2 separate regions of the Zea mays genome follow, and region 2 is linked to region 1. A link is a contact called in public Hi-C data. All regions are on one chromosome and are shown on one strand. Each heading gives the region's core, a stretch centred on a gene start, on an enhancer-like site or on the middle of the called end of the contact. The rest is flanking DNA. Distances are from core to core; before and after follow the strand shown.

Region 1 (4,377 bases), core at 1,462-3,961:
AGCGAAACCCACCCTTCCTTCCCGTTCCGTTTGAAGTACTGCACGATGTACCACGGGTTGAAGGCCCGCAGCACGCCGACGTCGTGGACGACGAGGTTGTAGAGCCCGATGCCGGCGATGAGGACGAACCACACCGAGATGACCGGGGCGAAGGTGTAGCCAACCTTGTCGGTGCCGAAGCGCTGGACGGAGAAGAGCAGGAAGAGAATCGCCACGGAGATCCAGACCACTTGCGCTGCAGCAAATTAAAAATAGTCATATATGCAGTTGGTCATGCATTGACCATGCCAGCAGGCGCTAGCTCTTCGATTATATTCCACGTACTCTGAGTCAGGTTTGGCGCCTTCTCCTTGATCCCGCTCACCGCAGACAGCACTGCAGAACACCCACATCCATGAACAAAGGACACATTAGTTAGATAGTTAGTTAGTTACTCCATGCCAGTAACTAGCTAGCTAGATGTTTCCGTTATTACCAGATATTGACGGCGTAAGGGTGCCGTCGCCCATGACCATGGACGTGCCGAGGATCGTGAGGGTGAAGAGCAGGATCTTGGCTGCCCTGCTGGACTCGAGCTTCTGCTTGAACCACTGCGCCCTCTTCAGCTGCGAGGTCGGCGCTTCGATGCTGTAGTTGGACACCATGGCGTCCTCCGCCTGCTGGTTGGGGATCAGCCTGATCTTGGCGTACCGCGAGATGAGCGAGTAGAGCGCGAACGTGCCGCCTAGGGGAGAGAGAGAGAGAGAGAGAAAAGCAGCAGATCGATCAGTGCTCGTGTCGTTGATCAGTAAATAAATACAAAGAAATATACTCTGCTCACCGTCTCCGTTGTCGTTGGCGTAGAGCACGACGAAGACGTACTTGAGCATGGGGATGATGATGAGGGTGTAGATGATGAGCGACAGCACGCCCAGCAGGTCGTCGTTGTACTTGATGCCGTCGGGGAAGGTGCTGGAGTAGACGTAGAGCGGCGACGTCCCGATGTCGCCGTAGATGATGCCCACGCTCTGGAAGGCCAGGTGCAGCGTCCGGGCCCAGCTGCCCTCGGACCCGTGGTACTTGCCGCCGGACACCTTCTCCGCGTCGCCGAAGAGCGAGTCGTGGCGCTTCAGGCTGAGCCGGTTGGCCGACTCGCCGCCGCCGCCTGCTCCTCCAGCTGGGTTGTCCACCTCCAGCGACATTATCGCCCGCCTCGGTTGGGTGGGTATCCCTCTCCCCAAGTACGTCCCAACGCCTTGGAACGACGGATCGAGTAGTCTGTCTGCTCTCTCCGGAGAGTCCCCACGCGCCCTAATCAATCAAGCCGCGCCAGCTGATTCCCAAGGCTGTTTGGTGGCGTGACTGCTGATCCCTGTGACAGCGAAGCAACGACTTTGTTTTACATTCACATTTCACAACAACATCCTTCTTTGGGTGTAGTTAAATCAGCAGCACAACTGTGCGAAACAAGTTCTTTGGGTAGTACTATCGATCTGACTGACAGTCGGGATTTTGTCACGTTGCCAGTGAATAATCCGCGTGGTGATGGTGTCATTAATACTTGGCGAAATGCTACGGCATGTATCAATTCTACAACCACAATTGCCTGGATCCAGAAAAGAAACCACCCGCAAATTATTAACTGGCAGCGCGTGGAGTGAGAGAAACAGCAGCGCTATGTGGTCTGGTCAACGCACTAGTGGGCTCCAGACGTCAGTCACAGGGAGGCGACTCCAAACAAAACACAGTGAAGGCGACGGCGTGATGGAGCGGCCGAGAGCTGGAATCAGCCGCCGCCCACCACCCCCCATTTCATCCTCCAAAAAAAACTGTGACGTCATACAAAATTTCCCCTGACCTGTTATTATTATTATTAATTAGTAATTAAAGTACTATCTCAGCTAATCAGCTGTGCACACCAACCCATCTGACAAGAAATTTGAGCTGCACGATCCGGAAGCTGAGTTGTTAATGTATATTTCCCACGGATCGCCTCGGGTCGTGTACACTGTACACCGACCCTCGCTCGGTGCCAAAAGGCAAATACGATATAGTACATAATAAACTAACTAAACAAGATTAGTTTAAGGGGTAATCAGGCCGTAAACGGACGCCATTGGAGGTACCCTTGACCTCGATGCTACGACCTTCAACGCTCTTGCTGACACGTGGGCATCATGAGCGCTCAGGGCGAGCATCAACCTCCTCTTCTTCTTTTTTACCCGCTGCTGCTACTAGCGACTGACAGAGATTTTTGGCGGAGAGGGTGTAAACGAAGGCCAGGGAGCCATTCAATTTCCACACGCAATCTCTTGGTGCACGATCTTTTATTTTTTTCTTCTCTTGTTTCTGGATAGATGATCTGAACTGCATATCGAGATGGAGACTGTGGGAAAGGCTAGGAAGAGGTCCCTTGCGTACGACTGCAACTTCCAAACAGGCTTGTGCGTGCCCGGGGGGGGGGGGGGGGGGGGGGGGATTACTGTACTGACGCAGGGAACAACAAAATGACAGCAAGACGAACAAACAAAGAAGGGTTTCTTTCCTTACCTATGTAGCCAGGGAATGCTTTGCTAGCTGACGAAGAGGACGACGCCGCCGAGGTGGTGCAGGGTTCAGCAGCAGCAGCAGGCGACCGTCCGCCCTGGCTGGCCGGCGACCTTGTTGGTCGTCCGCCGAGGCGAGGCTGTGACGAAAGGAGGCAGAGCAGAGCAGGGGGACGCTAGTTAGCTGTGACACGAAGCCCTCCTGCCGCCGAGGGAGGAGTCGGCCTTAAATAGAGGAGCACGCACGCAAAGAGACGACGAGCGGAAGATAGAGAGAGAGAGAGAGTGGCGAGCGCAGCGCAGGGGCGTCCCGTGGAAAGAGAGAGACAGAGAAGGGGGGGGGGGGGGGGGGGAACAACCGTAGAAAACGTGAATAATGCAGCGGCGCGGTGTATGTGTATTATTGGACGCGGTGGCGGTATGCAGAAAAAAAGGAGCGAGTTGCAGGCAGGCCTGCTGCAGCCATCAGGGGAGCGGCTTCCTACTAGTCTTCCGCCGCACCCGTCGTAGACTTTACCAGCTGTTTAGATTTCGTCGTCTAATGTTCTAATTCTAAACTACAAAATAAATCTAAAATTAATTTTAAACTTTAGCTCACCTTAATATCAGCGCAGCCGCTGCGGTGCTTTGTACTGGATGTGCTCTGATCGAGTTTTGAGGGCCGGGCCAGTAAAATCTAAGGCCCTGTACAAAATTCCGGAATATCAATCTATAAACTAGAACTACACTAATATAGGCTATGATAATATGATAAAAATATTATATTAAGAATTGTGTCTAGCTGTCTATTCAATTTTATATTGTATAATTTTACTTGGATAGTATTATTCCTTAAAATGAAATCTTGAACGACATTTACGTTTAAATGGAGATGTAGTCGTGATCAAAGACAAAGATACCACACAAACAACTGATTTAACTCATGAGAAGAAGATTTGCTTAAAGATTAGTTGATTTATTTTCCTTACTGAGCTAATTACTGAACTGTGTACTGATTAAACTATTGGTGACTATTATTTTAGGGGCCTTGAAGGATTGGGGCCCTGTTCGTGAGCACGGGCCGCACATGCCTCCGCGCGGGCCTATTCCGTGTCATAAAGAACTCAGAAGGGGAGTAGCATAGCATCTGGTTCACCATGGGACAAAACACATATCACATATGGCCCTTGTTGCCCTCCGGCGGCAGACAACTAATTGCCTGATTTGCCATTTTCTATATTTGCATTGTCCCAGCTAGTCCCAGTCCACCCAAAAGGATACCGTACACTTCATCTGTATCAGGTTGTGGTGATAAATAGATAACGACAAAATCCAGCACTAGGATATTCAAGGGTTCCTTTCCATGGGAATTTCTTTTTTTTTAATATCCTTGGGGATCTTTTTTTTTTGAAGTCATGTTTTAAAAATGACCCCACCTATGTTTTATGTTTGTTTCTAGTCCTTTTGTACAAAATCATACCGCCACACCATATGTGCATTGCCACAATAATGTGTTTCACCGCGAAGAGCGTTTTTTTTTGGGGGGGGGGGGGGGGGGGGGGGGGGAGTCTACTGCATATGTTCCTCCTAGACTACTTGCCAAACCACTTTTTGAGGCCGGAGCGGCAGCTATATCTGCCATGCCACCCATTATATCAATACTTAACCTTGGAAAATTATTATTTATAAGACACAGCTGATTTATATAAAAGTTGTAGGCCTTGCTGAGACCTACATAAGGATGGTAATGGATCACAAATTCAAATGTTTATTCACGATCCTTTTGAGCCCATAAACAATTTTAGTTCAAAAAGGAATATAGATAGAGTCGAATCCCAATAGAATCAGCAATAATTAAACACTAGGATACGTT
Region 2 (4,787 bases), core at 2,157-4,656, 260 kb after region 1:
ACGACCAGCAGCAGGACGCCTCAGGTTCTGGCGGCTCAAGTTCGAGGAGCATCTACCTGCGAGGCCCTTCGAGTCTCCCTCAGCGTCCCATACTTCGGGACAGGCGACCGCTGATTCGGCCGGATGGGGAGAGGTATGTAACTTTATGTTCTTCATTCTTGTTCATATTATGTGTTCAAAATCATAATATAAACTAATACTTTTTATTTATCACTTGGACTGAATTTGTGTTGGTACTTCTGAACTTCTGAACTACGACTGTTAATCCTGTTTGTGTTGAGAACCTCTCAACTTATGTCAGAATTTGTGTTAATACTGTTTGTGTTGGCTATTTATGTTTGTGATGATATCTGTGATGTATATATGTGATGTATATGTGATATCTTTTGTTTATTTGGATGGAATATAAAAACAAATAAAAAAGGTGCCTACTAGTCACTTTGCCGAGTGTAACACTCGGCAAAGAGGTGCTTTGCCGAGTGTCCAGACCATAGCACTCGGCAAAGAACCAAGACCTGGGCACCAGTATAGGTTCTTTGCCGAGTGCAATGTCCTTGACACTCGACAAAGAAACAAGCTTTGCCGAGTGCCGTGCCAAGCACTCGGCAAAGAACCTGATATGGGGACCCTCTCTGGCGGATTCTTTGCCGAGTGTCTGACCGACAACACTCGACAAAGGTAACTCCTTTGCCGAGCGTCACCCGGGACACTCGGCAAAGACGTCGTCTCCGTCACCCGACGCCGTAACGGCTGCTTTTCTTTGCCGAGTGCTGTCTACCTCTTTGTCGAGTGCCCGAGAAAAAGTACTCAGCAAAGAAGGCTTTGCCGATGCACTATGTGCCGAGCCTTCTTTGCCGAGTGTGACACTCGGCAAAGGCGGCGATTCCGGTAGTGACTTTAATGACGTGGTGCAATACCTTGGAGATCCAAGGGAGTGCTCGAGCATCAAATCATTAGGTGCATCAGCACATAGACCCTCGACATCAACACCCAAATGATGGAGCCACTGGATTGACTTGTCGTCATAATCCTTCAATGGTTGCTACCAGTGATATGAACTTAGGGCTCATTTGGAATAAAGAAAAAAATTTCTCAATCCTGTATTTTCCTGTGTTTTTGAACTAATTTCTATAAATGAGAATTTCTGTGGTTTAAGGCTTGATTTGGTGAAAGGAGATCACAGGAGGATTGAAAGAGATTGAGTTAAAAATAAATTATTTTTCTCCTCAATCCCCTCCAATCTTCCCGTGAATCCTGGTCATCAAATTAGTCCTAAAGGAGCCCTTAAGATATCTCACCACTCCGATATAAACCCCCATTACCATTGGGATAGGGCCCTAAGGATGGCGAAGATGAGGTCCACTCGGACTAGGGTCTGCCATCATATGTGGCTATCATGCATCTCGACAGGGAGCTTGGGCATTGACTTCATTGAGATATGACATATTTATTATTATTTTTAACTAACTATGACACGTATCTATAAACGGATTGCCATATATGTATCATACCTTCAAGTAATTAAGGAGGGCTACATTAGAATACCCAGTAACCACTTGTAACCTCAGCACACAAGAAAAAAAAGATCTATCTAAACTAGATGTAGGGTACTACATACATGAACTAGTATATAATAAGTCTATATCATGTATGCTACCCTTCTAATTTGCTATGCACAATACGCTGATCTCCATTGGCCATTGCCAAAAAAAAATCTAACAAATTTGTTGCGGGAAAACAGTATCATTTCTTGAACTACTATGGTTTAACCCTTGCATTATTTGACACCTATTATCATCTTACTCAAATATATAGTTAGTTCGCTTGAAGAACTTTAAGAATTAACGATAATATTTCATAATTCTTTAGTTGACTATCAACCAATATCATGATGATTTGGTTAGTGAAATTATCAACCAGTATCAGGACGACTTTAACATAAGATGCATGCATGCTCGTGTAGTCCAAACTGGGCCCTGCCTCCCTTTCTCAATTAATTAAGCTCTCCCACCCACTCATTTCTTGCATGCATGTTTGCCAGAAAATCTGCATGTCACCATGCATAAACTGTTTTCTCCCAAGGACACCATCTTTCGTACGTCTCCCTGCAGCCCTATTCTTTAGGGTCTGTTTGGACTTTGGAGAGGTAAAACAATTCTAGAGAGAATGCTTGAAACGATTCTAACGTTTTGTCTTAGGTATGTGAAACGGCTTCGGATGGTTTCTAGTGTTTCTAGTTCTTGCTTTTCCAGTGCACCGGCTACCATATTTTGTACTTAATTTTTTTTTACAAATCAATAAGTACACCGGCCTTTTGAAGTCAATCAAAACACACCGGTCTACAAAAAAGCTACACATTTGATTGCTACACAGTCTTTTAGATTTGCTCTCATCTATAAAATAGCTACAAGCTCACTATCAAATAACACAAACTCTTTTAAAGTGAGGTTTGCTTAGGACCCGCTCCAGATTCTAGCTTGAGCATAGAGATGTAGTTTATACGATAAATTAAAATATTTTAAAATTGTTTTTTTATCAAGAAGAAATAAAATATTAATTTTAAATTCCTTCTAAAGGATCATAACTTTAGCTCTATAGTTTTCTAAGCTCCTGTGATATGCTCCATGGACTCCACTATTTTTTTAAGCTTAAGTAATCTCAACATGGCCTAAAAAGGACAACAGCAGTGGTGAGAAATTAAAGGAGTGTTTGGTTTCTAGGGACTAATGTTTAGTCACTTCATTTTATTCTTTTTTAGTCTATAAATTGCTAAATATAGAAACTAAAATAAAGTTTTAGTTTCTATATTTGTTAATTTTGGAACTAAAATAGAATAAAATGTAGGGACTAAACATTAGTCCCTACAAACCAAACACCCCCTAACACCATCCACCCGTCCCTTACCGTTTGTTAATTTTGAAATATTTTTTAACATTCTTCTACCGAAAACCAAAACTCATATGTAGTTATTCGGCTTTTCTAAAAACCTCTACATAGGAGAGGATGTTCTATTTTGTAACCTTAAACTCTAAACCATAAACCATCCTTTTATCCTCTGGCTCGACTAGGCTCGTCCTTTTATCTGCATCGACATATATTTTTTTCTAGGCCTTTACAGTCTATAGTGGTGACGTGTCATCTACAACACTCTTAAATTTCTAAGCCTTTATTTACGAGCCAAAATCAACATTTCCTCTATGGGTGCACTAGAGGACAATGTTTACTGCTGAACACGTTTCTCTCTTTTGACACGTCTCAAAAGGATCTCACAAAAGATGTAAAAAAGGGGGTGAAAAACCACGTCAACCAATCATTCCGTGCCCCGGCCCAAAGCACCAGCACCGGCGCGGCGGTCCAAAGCCAGAAGCAGAACAGAAAACAAGCGCCCCCCAGTCCCAGAGATTTCAGTGCAAAAAACCCAATAAAAAAAGAGAGGGAGGAAAGGAAGGAAAGGAGAAAAACAGCCGCAACAGTGGCAGGCGAGACGAGGAAGAGGAAGAACTGCCCAGCCGTACCCTCCATACAATCCAAAGTACCGAAAACCAAGGGCGGGCGGGGACGGCGTAGGCGCACGCGCACGCGCACGCGCACACGCGCTCCAATCTCCAACACCCCTCTTCTCTCTCCTCACTCCTCCCTCGCTTGTCGGCTTGTCGCTCCGCTTCTCCCCAGCAGCTGAGACAGCTAGAGCAGAGCCCCCTTCACACCAAAAATTTCCTCTTTGCGTCGCGCCCCGTCAGCTGAGTCCCCGCGGATGGGCTCGGTCTCGCGGGGCTAGGGTTTGGTCGGTCGTCTCGTCGGCGTCGAGGGCGCCGGCGCTGCTAGCTAGTAGTAGCTCGCTCGCGCTAGGGTTCTCAGGAGCCATGGTGATGCAGCGCTTCTCGTGGCCGTACGGAGGCCGGAGCGCCTCCTTGTGCGGCAGCTTCACCGGGTGAGTACGACGAGCACCCAGAGGTTCCGTCCTCGGGGCCGTGGGTGCTTGGAAGGCGCGGCGTCCTTTTTTGTCCTTGGCCGTCTGGGTTTTTGGGTTTGGCCTCAGGCCCTTAGCGGCTATTAGGGTGACGGGTGTAATGCTGTTTGCCTGTTTCCTTGTTCCTGCTCTGTGGCTGCAGGTGGAGGGAGTATCCCATGGGGCTGGTCGGGGCCGAGTTCCAGGTCGTCTTCGATCTGCCTCCCGGGGTTTACCAGGTGGGTCGCTGCCCGGATTGCTCTTGTTCAGCTTGCCTTTTGCTCTGTGCTTGGTTCATTGCTTTTGTCCTTAGTTTCACTGTGTTCGGTACTCTGCTCTGGCTAGCTACGTCTCGTAGCCCTTGCCTGGTATCCTTCTACATAGAAGAAAGCCTTCTAGTTTGCATGATTGGCGTCCTTTGCCTTTTACGTTCCACGATTGTTTAGAAACGAACTTGGTGCGATTTTGCATGTATATCATGACGAACTAGTTTCTTGTATGCTTGGGGGGTGTCAATGCATCTACATTTAGTTGGTAGTTGTGGCAGGTGGTTGTTGTCACGTTGAGCTTCTGGGCAGCGGTATAAACGTGTCGCTGGACTGATGATTCTTGCACAAATAAGGCGGGAATGTGGTCAGTTCTTGTGGAGAGCCATTATATTTCTACACAAACTGCTGTAACTGCTGGATTTTGGTGTGGCGTGTAACGGTTAGTGGTTACTGGTTAGTAAACACTAGGATAGTGGTCTTATGTGAAATGTCCATTGGATTTAAGCATCTTGTATTCTTGTGATCTCATATACATGGATCGTGGGTGGTATCAGGCATTGTCAACCATT

The links. A called contact is a pair of places that touch in the nucleus more often than the background predicts.
Region 2: a contact with region 1 is called in a Hi-C map of tassel, with 4 times the contacts expected there. The contact joins the promoter of LOC100284094 here to the promoter of LOC100502520 in region 1. A contact is called at or near these places in 9 of 25 Hi-C or Micro-C datasets (bundle sheath, ear, endosperm and 3 more).

What each region holds. Positions count from the first base shown.
Region 1 is chr2:63,929,610-63,933,986 of Zm-B73-REFERENCE-NAM-5.0, forward strand. It overlaps LOC100502520 (potassium high-affinity transporter), which reads right to left and starts at 2,712. Exons shown (of 9, transcript NM_001357849.1): 1 at 2,530-2,712; 2 at 821-1,351; 3 at 476-724; 4 at 325-375; 5 at 1-235. The coding sequence starts at 1,181.
Region 2 is chr2:64,186,467-64,191,253 of Zm-B73-REFERENCE-NAM-5.0, forward strand. LOC100284094 (SNF4) reads left to right here and starts at 3,407. Exons shown (of 13, transcript NR_182033.1): 1 at 3,407-3,931; 2 at 4,113-4,188.